Linked DNA regions of Mus musculus: regions 1, 2 and 3 are each linked to region 4. A link is a contact called in public Hi-C and promoter capture Hi-C data. All regions are on one chromosome and are shown on one strand. Each heading gives the region's core, a stretch centred on a gene start, on an enhancer-like site or on the middle of the called end of the contact. The rest is flanking DNA. Distances are from core to core; before and after follow the strand shown. Region 1 holds the start of Mtrr (5-methyltetrahydrofolate-homocysteine methyltransferase reductase). Region 2 holds the start of Zfp87 (zinc finger protein 87). Region 3 holds the start of Zfp493 (zinc finger protein 493). Region 4 holds the start of Ctsl (cathepsin L).

Region 1 (2,801 bases), core at 207-2,706, 4.2 Mb after region 4:
AGACTAAAAACCACAAAAGGAAGAAAGGGGTACACTGTTTAATGAAGCAGGTAGCCCGCAGGACACCCAAACATAATTTCAAACAGCCTTCTCTAAACTTGTTCCTTAGCACTGATTTTAAACGAATCGCAGTATGAGAGAATTAAGACAGGAGGTATACAAAAGTGACGTTTTTGAATTGTCCCTGATGGCGTGAAACCCACTCTTGATTTCTAGCTACTGTTGGGTCTTGCAAGTGTCTGTCATTCATTAGTGCCTAACTATAGGAGTGATCTGCCTTTCTGCCCATTTGTACTCTGAATTAGGATCATAAGCCTGAATGGTGAAGGGGCTAAGCCATGCTCAAACACAGTGTCGCTTACAAAGGCTATTGTTTCTGCCGTTTAAAAACAAAGCAAAAAAAAAACAAAAAACAAAAACAAAAAACAAAAACAAACTGTAACTCAGCAGTTAAGAGACCACTGACTGCTCTTCCCAAGGTTCTGAGTTCAAATCCCAGCAATCACATGGTAGCTCACAACCATCCCTAATGAGATCTGACGCCCTCTTCTGGTGCCTCTGAAGACAGCTACAGTGTACTTACATATAATAATAAATAAACCTTTAGGCTGGAGCGAGCAGGATCCTCCGGAGCAAGTAAAGGTTCTGAATTCAAAGTCCCAGAAACGACATGATGGTTCACAACCATCAGTACAGCCACAGTATACTCATATATATAAAATAAATAAGTAATCTTTAAAAAACCAAAACTGTAACTGTACAATGTTCACGTGAAACTGGGGAGTTCGTGTTTCCTGCTAGATCCTAATCAAAGCACTGGTCGTCATCAAAGATGGCATCATTGCATCTATCAGTAGTCAGCGTACATGGACTTTACACAGAGACGGTATTTCTAATTCATGCCTTACCCCGGAGATAACCAAGAGAAAAAGAAGATAAAGGGCTCTGGGATTCCACACTCCGCCATTCTATCCAGTGGCTAACGCTGAGTGGTAGCCGGCCTATATAAAATTATCTTTTCCTGAGTGAATCAACTCTAGTTAGTTTCTAAGCACTTGTGGCTTATCCGCTGGGGAGCTAGGACACAAACCCTTCAAAGGTTCATCGGGAAGCACTGCCACAGACTCGACAGGACCAATGGGTGACACGTGCGAGCTCACGAGGTTTTGGGAAAGGTGGCGGAGCCGACTCCTCCCAAGTGCTCCCCGTGAACCCCACCGCGGTCCGCCTCCCAAGTGCTCCCCGTGAACCCCACCGCGGTCCGGAAAACTCAGCGGCTCATCCCCACTGCGCAGGCGCGAGTCCCGGCTCCCCCACCGCTTCCGTCGCTCCCGCCGTCCCCCGCCGAATACCTCCAGGCGCGAATTCCCGCGCGGAACCCCGTTCTCCTCCGACAGGCACAGTCCGGGAGCACTGCGCACGCGCGCGGCACAGCACGCATGCTCCGCACGACCGCCAACAGACATGCGGGCGGACCTGGGCCAATCGCTGATCGCCGGATGTGGGTGGGTGGGTGGCCTTAGTGCCGCGCACGCGCCGGAATGTTCTCCAGGTAAGGGGCAGCGTCCGTGTACGGACGCTCCCAGGGCTCGGAAGCTCCGTGTCTGTCCTGTCCCGGGTGCGGCTTGGAGCCGCTCGGTAAGTGTCTCGGGATTAGGACCCCCGGGCTTCCCCACTCGTGCTCCGTGGGCTCCGGTCCGGTCGCGCGGCGCCTGCCTCCGCCGTTGCCCTGCTCCGCTTGCTTTTCTGTGATTGTGCGTGAGCCCCAGCCCAGCTTCTCAGCGCGAATTACCATGCTTTGCCCGGCTCATACCCGGAGTTTGAATCTTGTCGGCTGCTCCTCCTCTCTCGCAATTATCAACATTGACGTTCCCTTTCCCCATCACGTGAGTGTCGAGATTTGGAGGTAGAATCTGAATTCCAGCTCTTCCTCTTCGCGCCCAGCTTCACTGTACACAGAGGTGGTTTCCTTGGGCTGCAGGGTCCTTAGCGGGAAAAGCGTCAACCAGACGAACTGAATTACAGTAACCTAGCCCATAGGCAGGACTTAAAGTAAGGGCTGGGCAGCGATCGCAGTTAGGGTTAGGAGCCAGCATCTCGCCCAGACACAGTGAAGCCACAGGAAGTCAGCCCTATGATGCTTCAGTCTACCCGACAACACTAAGGTGTTCAAGGGCCACTGAAAAGAAATTTCAGAATGAGCCAGAGCGCAGCAAGGTCAATGAGTTCTGATTACTCAAAAAATAGCCTTTTTTGAAAACTGAAGAGACGCGTAAGCCTGAAAGCCTGAGTAGTAACTTATGTATAGGATTATGGGGTTTGGGGGGCTATTTAATCAGCAGCCAACTTTAAACATATTAAAGGAGACATGCCTTGGTGCACACCCTTCACTTTGTCCATAGAACATGGCCTTTGAAGAGGAATTACGTTGTGGTAAAACATTAATCTGAGATCCTTACATACACATAGGACTCAAGGAGTTTAGATATAAGGCATAGTTCATTTAAAAAAAAAAACCTAGTGACACTGCCTAGAAAGGGGTGTGCATGTCTTCTACCGGTGCCTTGTCTAGTTATGGTGCAACTGTTGGGTGTCAGCCAATTGGGTGTGGCAATCAGGACCAGGAGAGTGGGGACCCCCTTCCCAGGCTTTCTCTTGTTTCCTGGCTCGGTGGGAAAAGTAAACCTTGGTTTTTAAAATATTTTTGCAAGGTTCTTTTTTTTTTTTAATCTTTGTCATGGGATACTCATTCTTAGTTTCGTAGCGTTGGTGTTGTCTTTCTCAGCATTTGACCATGGTTT
Region 2 (2,814 bases), core at 205-2,704, 3.2 Mb after region 4:
GTGACATTAACTAGGAAGTCTCTGTCTTTTACATAACAGTTACATAGTCCACAGAAATATTCATACTGAAGGTGGCTTAAAACCCATGTTCCTTATGAATAATAGGCTTTAATGCCACACAAACACTTGATTTGACTTAAAGTGTTGTGAACTACAAAACTATACAAGAGACAGGCCAAGGAGTCTATTATGGGCAAGGGACCCTAACTGAGCAAAAGCTCTTCAAATTCACCTTTCAATCTTTCTGACGTGGATAAACTGGCAAATGTTCAGGGAGCAACAGGGAACCTGAGTGCCACAGTCGGGGCAGTGATAGAGTAGTTGTTAAGGGAGGTTTAGATGTGCAGTGTCCAGAGATAGAAGAGAAGCTCACAATTGAAGAGCAACGTAAACACTGTTAGGTATTCAAGGTCACTTCTCCTCCCCAGGGACACTCAAGTCCTTTCCCCGAAGTCACTAATAATCTCCAGGCCATCTCTCTGCTCCCATCACCCCCTCATTTGTTTCAGAAAAGGAGTCCAAGCTTCTGACATTACACAATCTCTGACATAAGTGGATACGGTATTTTCTAGTATTTTACTCTACAATGTAGGATCAATAATATCCTGAATAAGCCTTCTCCTTTAGAACATTAGACTGTCTCTACATGTGAGTGTTAAGTGTGAAGATATAGATCACGGAGGTGGCCATGAAATATTCTCATTCAAAACAACACACCAAAAAAAACCTAACAATTTATTCCAAAGAGAATGGTACTAACATCCTATACACCAACCTCCTTAGCAGAACTCTGTCCCTGGAAACGAGGAGCAGCTATTAACTCAAACCAAGAATATTAGGCTGGCCATAAATAGGAGGTGCCAGATCTCCACTCGATCTAGAAGTTCTGAGAAATCTGACCACAGTCAAGTGGCCAAGTGATCACAGCCAACAGACTTCCTAAGGCAAGCAGGAATGTGGGCTCCCATTTACACCTCTGGCGCAAGGAGAGGGCCGGCCCACCCTGCGGGGGGGCAATACTGAACCTTCCACCATTCCACATTTCTGTGCTACAGAGCCAGCTCTCCCACCCCAGAAGCGTATACAGCCGCGTCCTAACAAAGCTTTCACTCACAGCGCCACCCCCATACTGCTCTCCCCACCCAGATTTGCATCCAGGCTCAGTTGGCCCAGCTTAGGTCAGCAGCACAGCATCACCAACTCGGCTTCTCCCTGCCTCTGGTCCACCTCGGCTCCGCTCCCTCCAAGCTGGACCACTCCCCTGCACATTCCCTCAGGCTGCACTGCTCCCTGGACCAACCTCCATGTCAGAGATCCGATCGAGAGCGAGGAGCAGGACACAGCACCGCTAACTTAGGGGAAGACAAACGTCTGCAGACGGGATGCGGAAGTGCGGTTCGCAGAGCGGCTGCTTGTGACGTCACAGAGGGCACGACTACATTTCCCAGAGTTCTGTGTTCTCCCTACTGACAGCGGAGGAGGGTGGAAAGAAAGGAGAGGTGTCAGCACTGGGACAAAAGCCCACAGTCAGGCTGCTTTAAAAGTTCCGGTTGTAAAACGGACGTGCTAGAACATCCGTTGAGGCTTTGATAGGAGGGGTTATTAGTTGTATCTGGTCAAACTGTAGTTTAAAAACTCGTCTACTAATTATAAAATTGGAACCTGCACCAAAAGTTGACAATCATTTAATTGTACTTTAAAATAAGGAAACAAGAGGCTAAAGTGGAGTGAGTGCTATTACTTAGAGATGCTTTTTGACATCAACTTCGGTGTTTAAAATGAAAGGATTACAAATCCAAAGCGTTCTAGGCACTTTACAGAGACCTTGTCTCAAAATACAAAGTACAAAACTAGCAAAGGGGGTAGACTACGTGCCTAGAATGAAGGAAGACTTAATTTAATGCTCAACTTGTACATACTCCATTTTTCCATGTGTGCTGACAAGCCTGTGAGCATACATGCATTAGACTCCACAGCTGGGAAAACAAACAAAAACACTTTCCTGTGAGCACTGGAATCCATACAGTGAAGGAGGTAGGTCAGAGACATAGACGTTAAAAAAAAAAAATCTCTGAACGAGGTTATAAGTACTACCCTCACATTTACATGTGAAGACTTTCCAGAATCCATTGGTGGATCCTTGATCTCTCCATTTGTCCCTTGCTTACACTTTCATTCATTAATCTGCATAAGAACTTTAATTTTATGAGAACTATACCAGAACATCACCCACGTCTCCCTGGTTCACCACAAACAGAGAAGTGTTTAACAGCAGGTGGTCTCTGAGCCTGTGAGTATCTCTTCTGCTTCTCTCCCAAGGAGGGCACAGTTCTTAGCATTGTACGGACTTCTGGTCCATCATCCATTGTAGAATTTCTCTCTGCATTAGGCATGGGGTATCTTGCTCTGTAGACCAGGCTTGCATTGGACTCAAAGATCCCCCTGATTCTGCTTCCCAAGTGCGGGGATTAAAGGCATGTGCTACCACTATCCATGGTATTTTTATCACTGTGGAGAACTCAACTTCTCTTTTCCTACTTAGTTCTCCTTGCAGTGATTAAGCATGTGTTGTAACCTCCGAATTGCTGATACTAGAGAGATACTTTAGTGTTGTGCACAGTTTGTCTCTGCATTTTTTGCTCCCACCCCCCACCCCCCTGGCCAGAAGCTCCCATCTTCCCTCTAGCCCTAGACAAGTATGCTACACAGACAGCTGGTTTCTGTGCTGTGTCCTCCTGCAGCAGCCTGAAACTCCCTCCCCCCACCTCTAGCATTAGAATGGCACTACCCATAAAACTCCCCCTTAATGAGGAC
Region 3 (3,049 bases), core at 300-2,799, 3.4 Mb after region 4:
AAAGGGAGTTTGAACAACATTTTTAAAGGATGGGAACACAAAACAGGGGGGACCAGGGGAGGGGAGCTGCACTTTTAACCAATTGTATTTTGACATTATGGGTTAAACAAAGGAGTACCATTGGAGACTGGGCGGTATCCAGGGCACTTGGCTTCAAGGTCCTTAATTCGTTCTCCTAGACATTAGGTCTGGAGTGGTTAGGAGCTTAGAGTGCTAAGGAGACAAAGGACTGGGTCAGCTGTATGTAGTATATATGTGTGTGTGTAAAACCATGGTTTAAATAATAGCAATCTCTCTCTCTCTACACACACACACACACACACACACACAGCTGTTAACAAATTAAGAAAACATTTGGAAAAGTGAGTGATAGCTGTTCTTTACGGGCCTGGGAACATGAACTTGTATGACCCTGCCAGCAAGATGGAGAAGTTGCCCTTGAGATGGCTGGACTCAGACAACTGTTTAAAACAGAAGCTATTCAGCTATACGGAAGTCCCCAGCTCCCCTAGGGCCTGGAACTATGAATTTAGTTTCTCTCTAGAATTTAATGAAATCTGAAAGTGAAATCGTCATAGTACTTAGAATACGTTTCTTTTCTTGTCCCCAACAATACTTGCCTGCATTCATGAAAAACCAGGTAGAAGAGGATGAAGCTCTTGTATAGCACAAATTAGTGGATGAACATGTGTGCACTCTACTTACAGACAGACCAAAAAAAGATCCTGAGATAAATTCAGGATTTCTTCGTAAGTTAACATCAGAGAGCTGGATGTTTAACTTTGTCCAATGATTTAAAACAGCTGTGTCCCTGATCCATGCCCTTCACTGTATGGAAGTTTCCAGTGTTCACATGAAAACGTTATCCAGTTGTGGAGTCTTATCCATGTATGGCTCACACAGGTGAACAAGGAGTAGTTATGCATATGTAATGCTTGGTATTAAGCCAAGCCTCCACTGTAGTCAAGGGCTTTACCCCTTGCTCCCTAACCCTACTTGTACATTGTATTTTGAAACAAGGTCTCTTTATTTGGCCCAGGTTAGCCTTGGATTTGGGATCCTCCTGTCTTAAGTTCCTGAGCAGTTCGACTACAAGGAAGGTCACATATAGTTATTTTATAGTAATATTGAATCAGTGTGAACTTTACATGTAGAAGATTCCATAATAAGTACACTTTTGAGTTTAAATCGCAACATATTGAACAGAAATAAGTTGCAAACCTATTAAAGGTTACTGCCAAAGGCTCAATTTACATTTAAACGTGTCCTGTACTGAATTCAGCATTTCCCCCCCCTCTCTGTGTAGCCCTGGCTGTCCTGGAACTCACTCCATAGACCAGGCTAGCCTCGAACTCAGAGCCTGTCTCTGCCTCCCAAGTGCTGGGATTAAAAGCTAGCGCCGCCACCACTGCCCGGTTTAAATTTAGCATTTTAAAAGCCAACTGGCTCCCTGTGGTTGTACCAGGACACAAACTGACTGCTTCCTCCCAACCCCTTACACTCTAAGGGATTTCTTTCGCATAGAGTTGTGGGAAATGTAGTCTTGCCCATATGACGTCACAAGGAGCCAGTCAGGAAACCACGTTTCTACTCTCGGTCTGCATAGTTGCATCTTTCCCAAAGTTGAGCAAGAAAAAGGTCTTGCTCAGTACTCGGTTTGCATCTCTCACATGGAGGTTCGTCCAGGGTGCAACGCTGCCCTGCAGGCGTGAGGGTCCGCGTGGTGATGGGTCCGGAATGGATGGCGAGGGTTTGTGGATGGGAGGTGGGAAGAAGCGGACTTGGGGGTGCTGTGCTGACCTAGGCTGGACCAACCCCACGTTGGATCCAGGTCAGAGCTGCGGAAAGGGCAATGGGGTCGGCTCTGAGAGTGACCGTTTTGCTTGCACGAGGCTACTGCTGGAGTCCACCCTGCGCAGGAGAGCTGGCTCAGGACCCAGGAGTGAGAACTGCTGGAAGTCCTGGCAGGTTTCACCCTGACTGGTGTCTGATGACAGCCTGAGGCTATGACTGGGAGCGCACTCTCCTGCTTGGCTGGGGAAACTCTGCTCTCTAGCTGACTCAGGCTCACATGGTTGTAGTCAGATTTCTCAGGAAATCTAGAACCAACTGGGTGTGTGGTGCTTTCTTTACTTTATAGCTGGCCCAGGACTCTTGGAGTTGACAAAAGTTCATAACCTTGTTTATTTGCAAGTGAAGGGAGTTTTGGGAGGGCGGTTGGTGTTTGGAATGTTGGTTCCATTTTCTTGGTAATGAACTGTTAGATTTATGAACTATTTTGAATAGAAGTCCTTCGCGATCACTGTTGTGACGTCAACCCCAAGACTAACACTCCTATATGAATGAGGGCAGAATAGTCCCTTAAAGGGAAAGATTTGAGTTTTGTGTCAACCAAGTAGTTCACTCTGTAGTGTAGAGTGAAAAGTACTAGAAAATAATAGATCAGCCAGTACCTTCGGAGACTGCGTTTGGACTCCTTTTCAAAATGGAGAAACAAATTGGTGTGAGAATAGGCGTGGGTACAGGGCTGTTGGTTACAGGTGAGAGGGGGCTGAAATGTCTCTGGGGGAGGAAATAATACTGCATCCTAAGAGGTCGGTCTTCATCGCTCTTTAATGGCCAGCTGTTCTGTCTTTGCATATCATCTGCAGTGTCTAAACTCACCTAAACCAACTCTTATCGAAGAATGTGGCATCTAGGTTCCCTAACCCTCCCCAAACAGTTCTAGACAAACTCACCCAAGTACTTACAGTGTGTCAGAGAGACAAAAAGATGGAATTGAGGAGCTCTGATCACTCAGGGCCCTGTGACTGGCACCTTGTAAGCACCTTAATGAAGCCAGCCTTGAACTCCTAATCCTCCTGCCTCTACCTCCCAAGGACTAGGATTATTGGTTTGTGCCACATTGACATGGCAGGACCTACAAGGTCAGAGGATATCTTCTGGGAGTCATTCTCCCTTTCCACCATGTGAGTTCTGGGTATTGAACTCTGTTATTAACTGACAGAGTTTCTGGCAGTCCGTATTTACCCATTCAGGTATCTCTCCA
Region 4 (2,866 bases), core at 366-2,865:
GACAGCCAGGGACACACAGAGAAGCACTGACTTGGAAAAACAAAAACAAAACCCAACCAACCAAACAAACACTTCCAAGGGCAAGGAAGACCATTCTCTCTAGACAATGTAAACACTACAAACCGTGCCATACAGTCTTCTGTGTGTGGACTTCCACTGGTGCCACTCTGCACTAAAGGTTTGATCAAATTTTGGAGTAGCTAAGGCTGTTCCCAAGCAGAGGACAGCCAAAAGGAGTAAAAGATTCATGGTTCAAACACCTAGGGAAGGAAAAAGAGGAAATGAGAATCCCACGGAAGCTTTCTCTTTTAAGGACAGTTTCTCATGTAGTTTAGGCTTTAAACTTTTTCAATGACCCATCTCTCAAGTTTAGGGATCCATGAGCCACCAGCCCAGCAGTAAACCGTTCTGAGTTGAAGCATCCTTGCACGTGTTAACAAATGTGATTATGAGTGGAGAAAAACAAGTCAGGAATTAATCTTTGGAGGTTCCTAGACTCTAGCTACTGAAACAAAAACAGCCTAGTAGTCATTGGAACAGGGGTAAACCCTTTTCTCTTGCTTTTTTTTTTTTAAGGATTTATTATTATACATAAGTACACTGTAGCTGACTTTAGACGCACAGAAGAGGGTGTCAGATCTCATTATGGGTGGTTGTGAGCCACCATGTGGTTGCTGAGATTTGCACTCAGGACCTTTGAAAGAGCGGTCAGTGCTCTTACCCGCTGAACCATCTCGACAGCCCCCCCCCCACTTTCTCTTATTATAGCGCCACGGTAGTCTTAAGTCTTCCGATATTGTATGCGTCAGAATCTTAAGAGGACAACTGGGTCCAGGTCATTTATTGACAAGTATTAGTGACCCCAAGTGGGCATACAGGAGTACCCAGAGGGTGGGTTGCCACCACACACTTTAACGCACAGCTGCACATCAGGCGAACTGAAGCCTCAAGGCGATGCCTCCTTATGCGATCTCAGTTCGGGTTAGGGGCCAAGCTGGGCCCGTCCGGGGGAGAGGGGGATGGGCGTCCGCTCCGCGCTCGCGGCCACCGCCCGCGAATGTTATGGCGGCACAAGGAGCCCTGGGTCCCGTGACCAGCTTGAGGGGGTCCCGCTGTCCCTACGGGTCCCGGCAGCCCGGAGTCACATGACCTGATGAAGACCCCGCTCGACAACAAGGGCCTATCACTTCGGGGAGGCCGAGGACACATCCTCGAGATCCTGGCCCATCCGGGGGTCTCCAGTCCGGGTTGCAGATGCTATGGTTCCCACATTCTAGATTCCCCTACCTGCCCTTGCTCGGGAAGCCTTTAAACCCGCGGGGGTCACTCACCTGAGGCGGCTAGCTGCGCACAAGAAGTCTGCAAACTCGGATCCCCGGAGGTCGCCGAGGTCCGAGAATCTGGAGGAACAGCGCCGGGCTCAGGCTTTAAAGCCTCTCAGGCTACAGCCCCGACAGGGCCCGCCCCCGCCCCGTCATTGGCTATGCCTGCCTCGGGGCGGAGCCTGCGGGAGTCCGGGCGCGTGACGCCGCCGGGTCGTAACCTGTCCTGTGGTGCAAGCCTTGGGGCGAGGCTGATCCACTTTGGAGGGTCCACGCCAGCGTGGTGCCTTGGTTCTGTAAGAAAAGCGTAGGAAAAAAAAGGCCTGCTGTGGAATTTCCACCTCAGCCATACCTTTCCTTTTGTATGAAAGTTGTAGATTAAAATGTGCAGGGTGGAGAGTTGCATAACCCGTGGTTTCTGTTTAACCCACAACAATGCTGATGTAAGTGGAAGAAGACAGAGCGGAGGACAGAGTCACCTCTCCAGGGTCTGGCTGGACGGGTGTCCATAGAATTTAGATCAGCACGTGGCTTCTAACGCCGCACTTCCTGCCTTACCTATACATGGATTGTTCCTTAGGAGCATTTCTCTCAAGTCTGGTAGAAATTCTTTTCGTGGCAGGCGGGGACGCGGCGGTGGGGGTGGGGTTGTAGGATGGTGGCTAGAAAAGAAAAGAAAAAAAGCGGTTGAGAACGATGGAGACTGTTTTCCTACTTTACATTATGAATTGTTTTTCTTACTTTCAATTTTTTTCTTTCTTTTTCCTTTTTTTTTTTTTTTTTGTCTTTTCGAGACGGGGTTTCTCTGTGTAGCCCTGGCTGTCCTGGAACTCACTCTGGAGACCAAGGCTGGCCTCGAACTCAGAACCGCCTGCCTCTGCCTCCCAAGTTTTGGGATTAAAGGCATGCGCCACTTCTGGAATTTGATAAATTCGCTGGAAAAGATATAAGTATGTGTTTGAGATAGGGGTTATAGGGTTTAATAATGTAGACCAGGCAATCACAGGCATCCTGGTTTTGCCTCTCAAGAGCCGGGATTAAAGCTATCTCCGAGCTATCCGCTTTAGTTTCCTCTTCCTCACTCAAGAAGAGTAATATTTAATAGAAGGCTGTAGTTGTGTAGCTTGAAGAAATTACTTGGATAGAGAAAAAATATATATACAGGTATAGGTAAGATTGAAAGAAAATAATTCGGTAAAGTGTAATTTTTTTTTAGCCATATAAGATTTTTTTTATTGGCTATTCTGTTTAGAAGCTTTATAATATTTGAGTTTGGTTAATTTCAGTATGTGATTTTTAAAAATTTGTATTGTCTTTTTTTTTGTTTTGTTTTTGTTGTTGTTTTTGTTTTTGAGACAGGGTTTCTCTGTGTAGCCCTGGCTGTCCTGGAACTCACTCTGTAGACCAGGCTGGCCTCGAACTCAGAAACCCGCCTGTCTCTGCCTTCCAAGTGCTGGGATTAAAGGCGTGCGCCACTACTGCCTGACTTGTAATGTCTTTTATAATAGTATTTAAAATATTTTCTGAGACAGGGTTTTCAGTGT

What was found. Promoter capture Hi-C pulls out the DNA fragments that hold promoters and counts their contacts. A called contact is a pair of places that touch in the nucleus more often than the background predicts.
Region 1: a contact with region 4 is called in a Hi-C map of B cells, with 5 read pairs. The contact joins the promoter of Mtrr here to the promoter of Ctsl in region 4. A contact is called at or near these places in 3 of 39 promoter capture datasets (cranial neural crest, pre-B cells and second pharyngeal arch cranial neural crest) and 1 of 484 Hi-C or Micro-C datasets (B cells).
Region 2: a contact with region 4 is called in a promoter capture Hi-C map of pre-B cells, with 2.6 times the contacts expected there. The contact joins the promoter of Zfp87 here to the promoter of Ctsl in region 4. A contact is called at or near these places in 2 of 39 promoter capture datasets (maxillary cranial neural crest and pre-B cells).
Region 3: a promoter capture Hi-C map of cranial neural crest shows a contact between it and region 4. The contact joins the promoter of Zfp493 here to the promoter of Ctsl in region 4. A contact is called at or near these places in 3 of 39 promoter capture datasets (cranial neural crest, frontonasal cranial neural crest and pre-B cells).

What each region holds. Positions count from the first base shown.
Region 1 is chr13:68,580,713-68,583,513 of GRCm38.p6, forward strand. Mtrr (5-methyltetrahydrofolate-homocysteine methyltransferase reductase) reads right to left here and starts at 1,457. Exons shown (of 15, transcript NM_172480.3): 1 at 1,353-1,457; 2 at 1-3. It overlaps Fastkd3 (FAST kinase domains 3), which reads left to right and starts at 1,498. Exons shown (of 7, transcript NM_027123.5): 1 at 1,498-1,638.
Region 2 is chr13:67,524,777-67,527,590 of GRCm38.p6, forward strand. Zfp87 (zinc finger protein 87) reads right to left here and starts at 1,455. Exons shown (of 4, transcript NM_133228.3): 1 at 1,301-1,455. The coding sequence starts at 1,306.
Region 3 is chr13:67,778,144-67,781,192 of GRCm38.p6, forward strand. It overlaps Zfp493 (zinc finger protein 493), which reads left to right and starts at 1,550. Exons shown (of 4, transcript NM_028402.2): 1 at 1,550-1,676. The coding sequence starts at 1,671.
Region 4 is chr13:64,368,905-64,371,770 of GRCm38.p6, forward strand. It overlaps Ctsl (cathepsin L), which reads right to left and starts at 1,616. Exons shown (of 8, transcript NM_009984.4): 1 at 1,332-1,616; 2 at 124-260. The coding sequence starts at 249.